Linked DNA regions of Mus musculus: region 1 is linked to region 2. The links are chromatin contacts, called in public Hi-C maps. All regions are on one chromosome and are shown on one strand. Each heading gives the region's core, a stretch centred on a gene start, on an enhancer-like site or on the middle of the called end of the contact. The rest is flanking DNA. Distances are from core to core; before and after follow the strand shown.

Region 1 (5,968 bases), core at 1,888-4,387, 170 kb after region 2:
AGCAGATACAGAGGGACAGTTCCTCACTTCCCATCCAGAGAGTTCCCTCCCCACTTCAAGGCCAGCCCAAGGTAATAGTTTTTGAAACATTTCCTTTGAAACATTTGCATGGAGTTATTAAATAAATAAGGGTTGACTTGAAGCAGTGTTTGTTGGGAAATGTGATATGAAAATTCATTTAATATGCAAGAATGTGGAAGAGTAAGCGTATGGTGACATCCTGATTGCAGATAGTATCTGATAACTCCATACGAACACACTTCAGTCACCATATCTGTAGCGTTGGTCCTCTGCTCCAGAAGCACAAAGAGGTGACTGTATGCGAGACCTCTCTTCTGGGCCAGATTAGAATTAATTAATTGGGAATATTGTGACATTACTTTGGTAATTAAGAAGCATCCTCGGCAATGAGATGAAGTGTTTACTATTGTCTCCAATGAGGCAGGAAAAGATGAGACGTGGCGAAATCACAGCAGAGAGAGAGAGAGAGAGAGAGAGAGAGAGAGAGAGAGAGAGAGAGATCTGGAGGGGGTGGCTCTATTCTTTCTGTCTTCAGCTTTTCTGACTTGCTTATAGTGTGTGGGGCCCCTGATAAGAGGCAGGGTCTCAGGGCCAGGCCACAGGGAGACCTTCCAGCACCTCCCTGAGGGTCAAGGGTGAATTCTCTCCCAGGCTTCTGGATCCCAGGAGACTGCCCCAAGCCTGCAGATGAGGGGGCGGGGTCCTCCAGGGAACTTGTGACATAATGGGCAGGGAAAGCAGAGGTCAAAGGTGAGTCAAGGCTGAGGAGCATCGACACGCCCCTTCCTCTCTTGATAAACTGTGAAATCCATTTGTCCTTGGCCAGATGAACTCTGGAAGGCGAACGCTGTCACTTCTGGGCATCTGCAGAAGGGTTAGGGAGGGAGGAGAGGCGCCCATATGCTGGCCTGTCTCCCAGTACACGACCCTGGGAGTTTGCTTGTCTTTCTGCCTTTTCCCCTTCCTGGGGAGAAAATGGAAGTAATTTCCTTTGAAACATGACATTTCCTAATCCGGCGCCCGGCCTGGCTGACAGCAGGATTAGTGTGCTCGGGCTGCCAAGCCTGGCTGGCCATATGCAGGCACCTCCCGTGGGACTGCAGTGGCCGGAGCCAGCCCCTCCCCTGGCTCTTCTCCCCTCTCCAGTCTGGTCTAAGCCATTCTATCCCTACATATTGAGGACTAGAAGGCTGGAAGCCAGCTCTGGGGGTCCTTTCCTAACCAAAAGCTGGGGACCTGTGTGATGGCTTCTTTCATCCACCTAGAGCTGTTACTATTGTTTACCAGAGGAAGGTGAGAAGGCCAGGTGTTGGGGACCCACAGTAAGAATATATATATAGGGCACATCAGGACCCTGTCTGGGGCTTCCAGACACATTGTTGCCTAGGTAGTAGTGACTCTTTTGGCTCCCCGAAGTCTCTCATTAATAATAATAACATATTTGTGAATATAACAAATATATAAATACATACATATACAATTATAATATTAAATAAATACATAAGTTGGTGTTTGTTTACTTGAATGTTTTGCCACCCTCCTTCTCCATGACTGTCCTTTATGGTGTCCACAATGGGCACTTGCCCCAGGGTTTCTGCGAGGAGATGTGCCAGTCGGACAGCACTCTCGTCTCTCTTGCCCTGGAGCTGCTTATTAGAATGCATGACGCCCATGAATTGCAGCATCCTGTTAGGTGGGTCCCAGTTTCTTCTTCCTCATAGATGAAGAAGCTGGGGACCAGAGAGACAGAGACTATTGCTCAGATTAGCACGAGCCGATTAGAACCCAGACAGGTCCAGTTCACAATGTCTTATAATTTAGCCGTTTCTCACATGTTGTCAACCTATGAACCTTTCTTCCCTATTCCACACAACTCTCAGCCAAGTTCATGAACTCTGGGGGTTAAACTAACAGCCCTGGCCTATTCTGGCTGGGTGTAAATTTAATTGAAAAAAATTAAATTCCACTTATTTGTTGTATGTCTCTGCGTGTATGTTTTCTCCACAGAGTACAAGTGGAGGTTAGGGGACAACTTGAGGGAGTCATTTCTCTCTCTTCTATTACCATATAGGACTGGGGGTCAAACTCAGGTCATTAGGGTTTGTGGTCTGCGTTCTTATTGGCCGAGCCATCTTACTGGCCTGATAATTACTTTTCCAGTACGTTTTGGGATGTGTCATGTGTAGAATGCTGTAGTGAGGCCCTTCACTTTGCAGCTGGCTTAGGCATTGTGAGCTCCAAGACTGAGACCTTGGGAGGTATCAGACTCAGAATGCCTGAGCCATAGGTCGTGTCCCTGGTCAAGATGAAAGCTGAAAACTCAGCGTGGACAGCTGTTCAGAGGGGACTGAATAAGGACGTCAAGCCGTTTTGCACGAAGCTTGAAGTTTCTTTTCCAGTCTTTGAGACTAAGAGAAGAACTCAAGGGTACCCAGGTTTTGTGGTGTGAATAAGTAGCCAGGAATGAGCAGGGAGGGCCTAGCTTCCTCTGCTAGGGAGTTTCTCCTGTGTCTGGCCCCATCTTTTAAATCTGCCAGCCACAAATTTTGCCTCTAGGGTCTTTGAGAAGTTCTTTGCGGTCCCGAGGAGGAAAGAGGGAATTTCTGTCCCCTCCTTCCTCCTTCCTCATCTCTTCTGTACTAGATGTTGTAATGAGTTTGAAGCCATGCTTGGTCCAGTGGTGTAACATGTCTGGGGCGTTTGTGGGAAATGGAAGGTAGGGAGTTGAGGGGGCTGGAGGAAGGAAGCCTGCAGTGTGGCTAAGCTGGGCCTTCCCTTTCTCAACTTGGGTGCACAGTCCCACAGTGAGATTCAGGGTGACAGATGGAGAAAGCGCTTCTTGCAAAGGACCCAGTGATGAGAAGACAGCTTGGTTTGAGGATGACTTTCTTGGAAACTGTATTTGTGGGAGATCGGAGTAGCAAACTGAATAGAAATTCAAACTCTGTGGACTGGAAGGGCTGGGCCCACTTGAGACCAGTGTGAGTAGGGCGTGGTCTGCTGGAAACACCCATCCCCACCAGTGGAAGTGTCCTAGGTTGCTGTTAGAGCGACTGCCTCTCTGGGAGCATTGTTCCACTGCACAAAGTCAGCTCTCATTCTTTTCCTTAGCATCCAGTCCTTTCTTCACCGCTGTTCTTAGCATCTCTGCCCCTCCCGTCTCCCTTGCTCATTCTCTCCCTCCCCTATCGATCTCCCGACCTCTGCATTAGCATTCCCAACCTCCAGCACCAGCCACTTAGGCCAGAAAGACAGCTCCTTGGAAACACAATTGAAATATTTTTATAAATGACCAGCGGAGTTTGAGTGACATGCCCTTCTTAGGCTAAATAAAATTAAAGTTAAACCTTCTAAAAAATACATGAGCCAAACATCCTCTGCACATTTCATTATGCAAATGTGGCTGTCCGGGGCTGCACAAATTAGCCCGCCTTTTGAAATCAGCTGCGGCTGCCTTCTCTTCTTTTTTTTCCGTTCCTCTTTTCTCTCCCTTTGGGTTGTGAGCAAAAAGGCTTTGTGGTTTTAGGCTGGCAGCTGGAGTCTAGGGGAGCAGGGTAGGCTGGAGAGTGGGGAGACCCATTTCTCCTCATTTCTTCTTTGTCCTGTTCTTTCTTTGCAGAAGACAGTGAGGGAGAAATGAATCCAGGATGTCTCATCCTTTCTCTTTCCAAACTGCTTGGCAGGGTCTGGCCAGGAGAGGTCAGCCTGGGGTTGGGAATGGGGGCTTCCAGGTTTGGGAGGGGCACTCAGAAATCCCTTAGTCTTGGGGCTGTGGCTGCTGCTGGCCCTGACCTCAGGTCAAGATCCTCCTTCCCCAGGTCTCAGGTTTAGCACAGCATGACTTTGCTTGTTTGTTTATGAACCCCAGATGGCACCCGGAGAACATAGTTGGGTCCCTGTGCTTGTCTGGTGTCTAGGAGGGTCACAGCTCCTCTGATGGGGACATTAGGAAACAGGAGGATGGATGATTGGGATAGATGGCTACCCATGCCACCAGGGACTGTGATCTGTAGAGTCAGCCCTTCATAATACTGCCCAGAAGTAAAATAGCTACATAACTCATCTGCCCACTCCTGTAAAGGAGCTGAGTTACATGAGAATCTAGAGTTTCCATATTTGGATGTGTCTAAAACTGATTGTAGTTACAATCAACGGGTTCAGAATCTGGAGACAAAGTGGGTGTGGCCAGGTGGGTTTGATTAAGACTCTTCCGTACTTGATGATGTCCAGTGAGTGGGCTGTTGCAGCAGAATGCGGTGATTTGGATGGCTTATAAACAGCAGAAACATATCTCAAGATTTTGAAAGCTCAGGATTTGAGAAACTGTCATGGTTTGAATATGCTTAGCCCAAGAAGTGGCATTATTTGGAGGTGTGGCCTTGTTGGAGTAGGTGTGGCCTTGTTGGAGTAGGTGTGGCCTTGTTGAAGTAGGTGTGGCCTTCTTGGAGTAGGTGTGTCACTATGGGCATGGGCTTTAAGACCCTCATCCCAGCCGCCTGGAAGCCAGTCTTCTCCTAGCAGCCATCAGATGAAGATGTAGAACTCTCAGCTCCTCCTGCACCATGCCTGCCTAGACGCTGCCATGCTCCCGCTTTGATGATACTGAACTGAACCTCTGAACCTGTAAGCTAGCCCCAATTAAATGTTGTCTTTATCAGAGTTGCCTTGGTTATGGTGTCTGTTCATAGCAGTAAAACCCTAACTAAGACAGAAATAGAGCCAAGGATGTATTTATATACATGTGTATTTTAAAAATCTCTTCCTTACATTTTTTTCTCTCAACTCTCTTATATTGTTAACTTATGTCAACTAAATTCACCCATCTTCCTAGTGCTGGCTGCCAAAGAGCATTTTGTCCTAAGCATGTTTGTACCAAATTGTGCCTTTGATCCCCTAGATGGATAGACATTCATGTTGTCCAGAATTCCTTGTAAGGACAGCTTGCAGTCTATGCTTTCCTGGGTAGCATGAAGAAGTTGATCTGAGGTGGTGTGTACTGGAAGATCTGTTGGGTCTTGGTTGGTTTCACTTAGAGCAGGAGTGGACCCTTCCTTCCTCTGCCATTTCTGTGGGCTTCTGTCCCTCCCCACACGTTTTCCAATACTTGTTGGCATGGTTGCCATGCGGACGGGCCTCAGGCCGCCTTCCCTCTCTTTGCACTGCTCTGACTACCATGTAATTGTACAAATGTCCTTTTCATGGGCTCCCCCACTGTGGATTCCACCTTACACAAATTGTTGGGCATTGTTTTTGCCCTTCTTCCCTGTGTCTTTCTTGCTGATTTCAAAGAGTTTGTAAAATGTTCTGTCTCCACACATCTTTGTTTTAGTCGTGGGTGTCATGGGTCACCTTAGTTGCCTGTTGACTCTGCAGGCTCCTTCTGGGAACAGGAAGGTTTGGAATTAGTCTAGCCAAATACATCATTGCTTTTTTTTTTTTTTTTTTTTGTCTTTTAGTTTGTGCCTTCTGGGGTCTTATTAAAGAAGTCATCTAATACCAAGGTCATAGAGCTGCCTTTCACATTCTCTCCAGTTAGTTTTATAGTTTTGCGAACCACACTTAGGGGCTTAATTGCCTGGGATAGTTCAAGTTTTACATAGTGGAAAGAGAGACACACAGTGTTTTAATAAAATCTGCATAGTAAGCCAGTTGAGCCAACTGTACTCCCCGCTGCCCCTGGCCCCAGCCCCCACCAGCTCCTTACAAATTCACCTGCATCCTGTATACCAGCTAATATACTCTCTAATCTATATGCACTGTGTATAAATAAATGCTTCTGGGCCCACGATTTTGCTCTGTTGGCTTATTGGTTAGTGCTCATGGCAGTATTGCAGTTTCTTTAAGAAGATGGTGATCACAGTGGTCATTGGCATTCACACTCAATGCTCTCTGCATTTCCCTGACCACTAGGAGTCAGACCTGGCTGAATGTGAGTGCAGGTGACATC
Region 2 (6,526 bases), core at 2,706-5,205:
AACAGGAGGCAGCTCTGTCCCCAGCAACAGCCTGTTATGACCAGCATCTAGGGGAATGGGTGACTGTGGAAATAATCAGGCCTTGAGATTGCTGAGCCTTATCTCTGTTACTTGTCTCAGGTCTAACTGTGAGTTTCCACTTTGTGCGCGTGTGACTGACTATACAGTGAGTCATAGTTCACTATACATTTATGCACAGAACCATAGGTGTGTGTGTGTGTGTGTGTGTGTGTGACTGTCCTGTGTGTATGTGTCTGTTTATCCTGTCTGTCTGTCTGTCTGTCTGTCTGTGAGGGTGTACAGCATATCCAAGCTCTGACCCCTCATATGTCTTTCCTGTCCTTACTTCCAGTCCGCCCAGCCCTGCACACCCACCAAGTTTCCTGAGACAGAGGGTTGAGCTGCATTCTGCCAGTGATGTTGGTTTGCCGGTACCTGACTCCTTTTCAGAACCTGCAATCACAAAATAGGGCCTTGAGTCTGGAAAATGACTCACTGGGTTGCACTTCATTCGGCCTTCCTTCCCAGTCTGTTGTTCTTTATTTGATCAAAGTGTCCCACCCTGGTGCATGGAATGACAGTGTTGATTCACTAATCCTAGATATGGAGTAGGAGAGGGACTGCAGCCATGAGTCCCCGCACCGATCCCAGAGCTGTATCTGTTAAATGCTACTCCCCCACAGTTGAACACTCCCCACTCTGTCACCCCTCTTGGGACAAATGTATATTCCATTCTGGAGCAACACTAGCCATTTTCAATTGTCTCTCCCTGTGGCTTCACCATTTGTTTGAATTACCCATCCCAGGGCTTATAAAAACAGACTAACTCGTTTTCAAGTAGAAATTTCCAGCTGAGCTAACACTTTTGTGAGCCAGGAAGGATGTCAGCAAGCTCAGGGAGCCTCCATCGGAGCATGGTCTGGGTAACCTCCCACAGGCTCAGAGGTTAGTCAGTAGTTTTAAAATGTAAATTTTACCATTCTTGTGCATGTGTGTATGATGTGGAACGTGCATGCCACAGCCTATGTGTGGAGGCCAGGGGACAGCTCTGTTGAGTTGGTTTTCTCCTTCTACCATTATGTGGACTCCAGGGATCGAACTCTGATAGTCAGCCCTTTAAGGAATGTGCTTTATCTGCTGGGGTATAATTGCTGCCCCTAAGTGAATCAGTGCTTTTAAAACAAACTTTTATGGTGTGTGTGTGTGTGTGTGTGTGTGTGTGTGTGTGTGGTCAGAGGACAACTTGTGGGAGTCACCTCTATCCTTCTGCCACGTGGGTCCCAGGCATGGAACTCGGATTGTCAAGCTTGGCCACAGGTGCCTTTCTTTATGTGGCTCTGAACTTGCTATGTAGCCAAGAACGGTCTTGAACCCCTGACCCTCTCGCCTCCACCACCAGTGTGCTAAGATTACAGGCAGCAGCCGCCATGCCTAACCAGAACTTAGCTTCTGAGTCCCAGTTTAAAGCCTCCTTGTGAAAGTGTGGCAAAGTCACCACTCAAGCAGCCACCTGGGTTACTAGGTGAATGCCCAGCTTGTCACAGCTAGAGAGTGGCCCTGTCACCCAGTTCTACTTTAGACGTTTGCAGTGTTCCCTGCACAGAATCTGCTTCCTGGTTGAGTCTTTCCTGAGCTTCACGGGACTCCGAAGACGACGTTTATCCTGTTTGGGGATTGTGGGGTCCTTGGGTTCATAACCAGCTGGGTGGGAACTGCAGGTGGGAGGTGACCAGGGTGCATACAGATCTTTGCTCTCCAGCTCCTTAGAAGAGATCTCATTAGCTAGGCTAACTGATGGTCCTGTGTGTGCTGGGTCACATAACTGCCACATTAGCACAGGGAACTGTCCAATCAGATATTTATGGAGTAGCTTTGCCAGGCCCAGAGGCAGGGAGTCTGTGGCTTTTGTGAGAACGGGGAGGGGAGAGGCAGGAGTGCAGACACCAGAGAGAAGGCCGAGGTCAGGAATGACCTGCTGGAAGCAGATTCTGGGAGAAGCCCTTATGTAAGGTCCAGCATCCTCAGCCTTTGCTTGAGAGCCTTCACAGCCTGTGGGACTTCTTTACCTGCCCCTCCCTGGACTACACACACCCTGAGTGAGCATGGTCTTTACTTCCAATCCTCCGGCTCTTAGCCTTCAGCACCCTGCTCAAATGTCATTTCCTTCCTGGACATTCTCCCTGTCCCTTGCTGCTGACACAGTGGCATCAGGGGCTCACTCCATGATGCGTTATATTCCCAACTCTACTAGAGGTCTCTGTAGTACAGCGAACTTCATGTTTTCCTTCGCCTGTGGACTTAGAGTTTATTAAAGATAGAGGCCACAATCTCCAGCAACCAGCCCAAAGTCGGGCCCATACAAGACATTTAATATTTGTTGAATTCACCCGGAGGCCAGCATAAGCTTTCTCTGTAGGTAAGAACTGGGCAAGCAAGAGTGAGCTTGCACCTGGGTGTGGTGGCCTATGCTTGTAATCTCTGCAACTTGGGAGGCTGAGTCAGGAGGATTATTGGGAGTTTGGGGCCAGCTGGGGCTAACATAGTGAACTTGAGGCCAACCTTCAATACAAAGCAAGATGAACCAACTAACCAAGTGTGGACTTGAAGACTCAGTGACTAGTTCGTGAATGATGTGTAGGTGTGGGCTGAACACCTTTGAAGGCATCAAATCTTCCTGGATTTGAAGATCTTCATTATTCCTTTTCTGAAAAATCTCCTTCTGCCTAGGGAACTTAAGACTCCAAATTGTCTCTATCCACATGCCTAGAGAGTCTTGGATCCATAGAGCAAGTTAATGGTCTGGGACTGGGGCCCTAGGACAGCAACCCAAGCTTGTGATAGTAATATGCTTGTGTAGGCAGGGTGTGCCTTCTGAGACTTCCAGTCTGGCCTCTGTTTTACCTGGAGGGGACTCAGAAGGAGGAGATGCTGGAGATCTGTCAGTAGCAGCTCAGGTTCTCTCCGCCTGATAGAGCTCTATGAGATAGCAGCTATGGCTGCCGTTCCTAGATCCTCACATTCTGCAGATCCTGATGGTAAGTGGACATTGCCCATCACCATGCTGCTAATCGGCATGAACATCTCTGAATGACAGACCGTGGAGACATTCCCTCAGCTCACACAGGTCTCTTCATCTCTGGACTCAGAATCCCTGACCCAGTGGGTGAGGGAAAAAGGGTTCCCTTGGAGCTTTGCACCACGCAGGCACTGGGAAAAGACAGAGGGCTCCAGGAATCCATGGAGCTAATAGGCCTGGCTTCTCTTCCAATTTTCCTCTCCTGGGAAGGTAGGCATAGGGCTTATGAAATGTATTCTTTAGCGATTTTGTAGTTTAGCCTACCTAAGGACTCATCTGGGGGGAAATGGACCAAGAACAGGAGAGAGAGAGAGAGAGAGAGAGAGAGCGCGCTCTGCACTGCAGGACATCAGAAGCCAGTCCTGGCTCAGGCAGGTCCCTTCCAAGAGCTGATGCAGACTGCTCTATGTTGCCATCTGCTGGACACATGCAGCAATAGCATGTCACACCCTTGGCACTTCCTGCCCTCTGGATACTTCCATCTCATCCCTTCTACCCTCTTTAGGCCAAGGCCCCTCCCTCCTGCTCACCACACACCTGCTTTCCATCTTCTTCACGGTGGCGCTGTCAAGAAGCCTTAGTCCTGGCCCAGGACAGAGGACTCTGAATTATTCACTCCTGTGGTCTGATGAGAAAGATGCTTTGCTGCCGGGGTCAGAGATCTTAACGCACCACCTATTTCTCTATGCCCTTGAAGGCATTCTGGGACATGGAACTCGGCTGTGACTGAAGGCTACTGAAGTCATGTGTGTACTGGGGTATTTCTGAGAGTGAGTCCTCAGCATTAATGACAACAGGTGTTCACAGGACCATCCCAAACAACTAGGATGCAGGGCTCCTGGCACAGCATAGAAGGCAAAGGTGGCCAGTAGAGGCTGCTATAGCACTAGCTATGGGCCTTACCACTTCTCATTCCAGGGCCATAAGGATCCAGAAACAAGGCTGTACTGGTTAGAGTTGATTATCTACAAGTCTGGGTTTTCCTTAGTGCTGATGTCCCCAGGTGATACTCTGGATTCTCTTAGCCTGTCTGGGGCTGAGAGACTGAGTGCTTTCTCTGGTTTGGCCTGGGGACACAGCTCAAAGCTCCCGGCCTGGCTTCTCATTGCTTTCCTGTTCATCCTAGATTGGGCTGTGCCTTTCCTAAATCCTGATGGCTTATTGCTGTTGCTATTCCTTTGGGCAGACACTAGGTTGTGTGGGCACCTAGATGGACCAGCCTTGAGGCCAGAGCCTCTCCATGTGTGTCAGCAGGAATTAGTAGGAGGGCAAGGACGCTCTGGGATGTCCTGAGCCAAAGGGGATCCAGAGAAGGAGGCGACCCACTGGAGGTAGGGGTTCAAACCCTTCCAGCCTAGCTCTCCTCCTGACAAGACCCCTTTTCTTCTTTCCCTCATGGGGGACTTTCCTGATTTTGGTCCTCATGTGCAGAGTTGAAAGCCCTTGTGTGGTGTGGGGGAAGAGCTTGGTGGCTGTGTTGGAGTGTGGTTTCCAGCCCCTTGCCTGTGATGGCTGACCTGCCTTCATATTGTTTGCACAGAGCCCATCTCTGGGAGCCAATGTCCATCCCGACTCACCTGTATGGACAAAGCGGTGTTGGTTTTTGCAGAGCTTGAGCATATCATAGTAAAAAGAAAGGTGTTCTAAACAGGCTGAAGGGAGAGCCGCTCTGCTCAAGCAGAGAATTCTGGGGCAGCAATGGGTATCCTGGGTAGCCTAGGGATCACCATGGCAACACGAAAGGCAATCCAAAGGGAGGCAGCAATAGAACAGGCCCTCCTCCAGGCTGAGGCTGAATCCCTGGCGTGATTAGAAGAAGGATTTAGGGTTAGAAAATGATCTGTAGAGCCACAGCTGCCTCTAACTTAGGGGACACGTGGCCTGTCTGCTGTCCCTTGTCGGTGGAAATCCCTTACTTCTTGTTCCTCACCCGTGAGGCACCCAACTTGGGCAGAGGACCTGTTGGTGTGTGGAGAAGTGGGGAGAAGAACAGGGAGTCAACCCCAGAAAATTGTCTTGCACGTTGAGAGAGACGCAATGAATGGGATTTTAGGCTGCTCCAGCCTGCTTCCTCCACTTGCGGGACTCAGAGCCTTCACAGTTAACCTAGTCTAACTGGGGATCAATGGCTGGCCTATCATGTCCCCTCTAGTGTTCCCTTACCAAAAGCAGCCTACTTGGAAAAGAAAATAAATGAAAAGCACTTTTCTTGCTCTCTGGTGCCGCTGAGCCTGTGACCCTCCTCCCTCCCCACCCCTCCTCCCTGGCTGCCCCTCCCCACTCCTCATTACCTCTGCTCAATTAGCTATGGCTGGGTTAACCCCTTCAGCCTCCGTTTGGAGTAGGGTGATTGCTTGTTGCCTTCTCCACAGGCCCTGTTCTCAGCACGGTTGGTTCTCAGGAGCACAGAATGGGCCAAGTCCAGTGCCTGCCAACCTCCTCCGTACCCTCCCTCTGGCTGCCAAATCTGACTTTGATTAGCGTGTGGAGGGGAAGAAAGCAGGAAAATAGAATATTAAAATCTTAATTCAATTTAAAACACTGTCATTCACAGGCATGCCAAACAGTGAGATGACTAATTATTATGCAAATGAGGGAGATAGAAAAGTGATTAATAATTGCACAAATTAAAAATTATTGTAAACATCCTGTGACGAGCGATAAGTCCGATGGAGAGGCAAGGGCGGTGGGCCGGGGAGGCCACGGAGGAGCCAGCTCCTGCATCCGTTTTCCTCATTAGGGGGATTTAATTAGCACCCAATGATGGGGCTTGTGCTGCCAGGGTTGGGGAGTGTGTGGCCAGCACCCCCAGCTGTCTGCTGGTTCCTTGTTTCCTCTCCAGCTTCTCCTCACTACCCTGGGGTCTTCACTAGAGTGAGCAGGAAGAGGAAGGAAGGCTGGCCACCATGAAGGGCAGGCAGGCGCTGTGCAAGCAAGCCTGCTGCTTTCCTGTGTGTCAGGCTGGAGGACAGTCTTGGTGTCACCTCAGAGAACTTGTCCACCTCCTTTGAGACAGCATCTCTCATTGGCCTGGAACCCACCAATTAAACTAGACAGACTGGCCAGCCAGGCCCAAGGGCCCTCCTTTCTTTGCCTCTTACACTGGCTTAGGAACAGGGCGTTTTTTACTGGATTCTGGGAATTGAACTCAGGTCCTTGTGTTTATAAGGCAAATTCTTTACAGACCGAGCCATTGCTTCACTCCAGCTGACATATTCTCTTTTCTTTCTTTTCTTTTCTTTTCTTTCTTTTTCTTTCTTTCTCTTTCTTTCTTTCTTTCTTTCTTTCTTTCTCTCTCTCTCTCTCTCTCTCTCTCTCTCTCTCTCTCTCTCCTTCCTTCCTTCCTTCCTTCCTTCCTTCCTTCCTTCCTTCCTTCCTTCCTTTCTTTCTTTCTTTCTTTCTTTCTTTCTTTCTTTCTTTCTTTCTTTCTTTCTTTCTTTTTTCGAGACA

What was found. A called contact is a pair of places that touch in the nucleus more often than the background predicts.
Region 1: a contact with region 2 is called in a Hi-C map of the N1E-115 cell line, with 7 times the contacts expected there. The contact joins two enhancer-like sites. A contact is called at or near these places in 2 of 484 Hi-C or Micro-C datasets (the N1E-115 cell line and neural progenitor cells), 1 of 115 datasets of contacts at active chromatin or transcription factors (embryonic stem cells) and 1 of 9 other capture datasets (adipose tissue).

The regions. Positions count from the first base shown.
Region 1 is chr9:46,479,509-46,485,476 of GRCm38.p6, forward strand. The region is part of intron 1 of Gm31432 (a long non-coding RNA gene); the gene reads left to right. Among named protein-coding and RNA genes, the nearest start is that of Gm22659, 80 kb to the right of the region's middle. Within about 2 kb of position 3,138, at least 22 of the 459 cell types and tissues checked have an H3K27ac peak or open chromatin away from gene starts, as enhancers often do. A contact at or near this core is called in the N1E-115 cell line, where this site is marked.
Region 2 is chr9:46,311,181-46,317,706 of GRCm38.p6, forward strand. It overlaps 4931429L15Rik (RIKEN cDNA 4931429L15 gene), which reads right to left. Exons shown (of 13, transcript NM_183104.2): 2 at 5,368-5,547; 3 at 4,654-4,876; 4 at 376-453. The coding sequence starts at 407. Among named protein-coding and RNA genes, the nearest start is that of 4931429L15Rik, 5.5 kb to the right of the region's middle. Within about 2 kb of position 3,956, at least 44 of the 459 cell types and tissues checked have an H3K27ac peak or open chromatin away from gene starts, as enhancers often do. A contact at or near this core is called in the N1E-115 cell line, where this site is marked.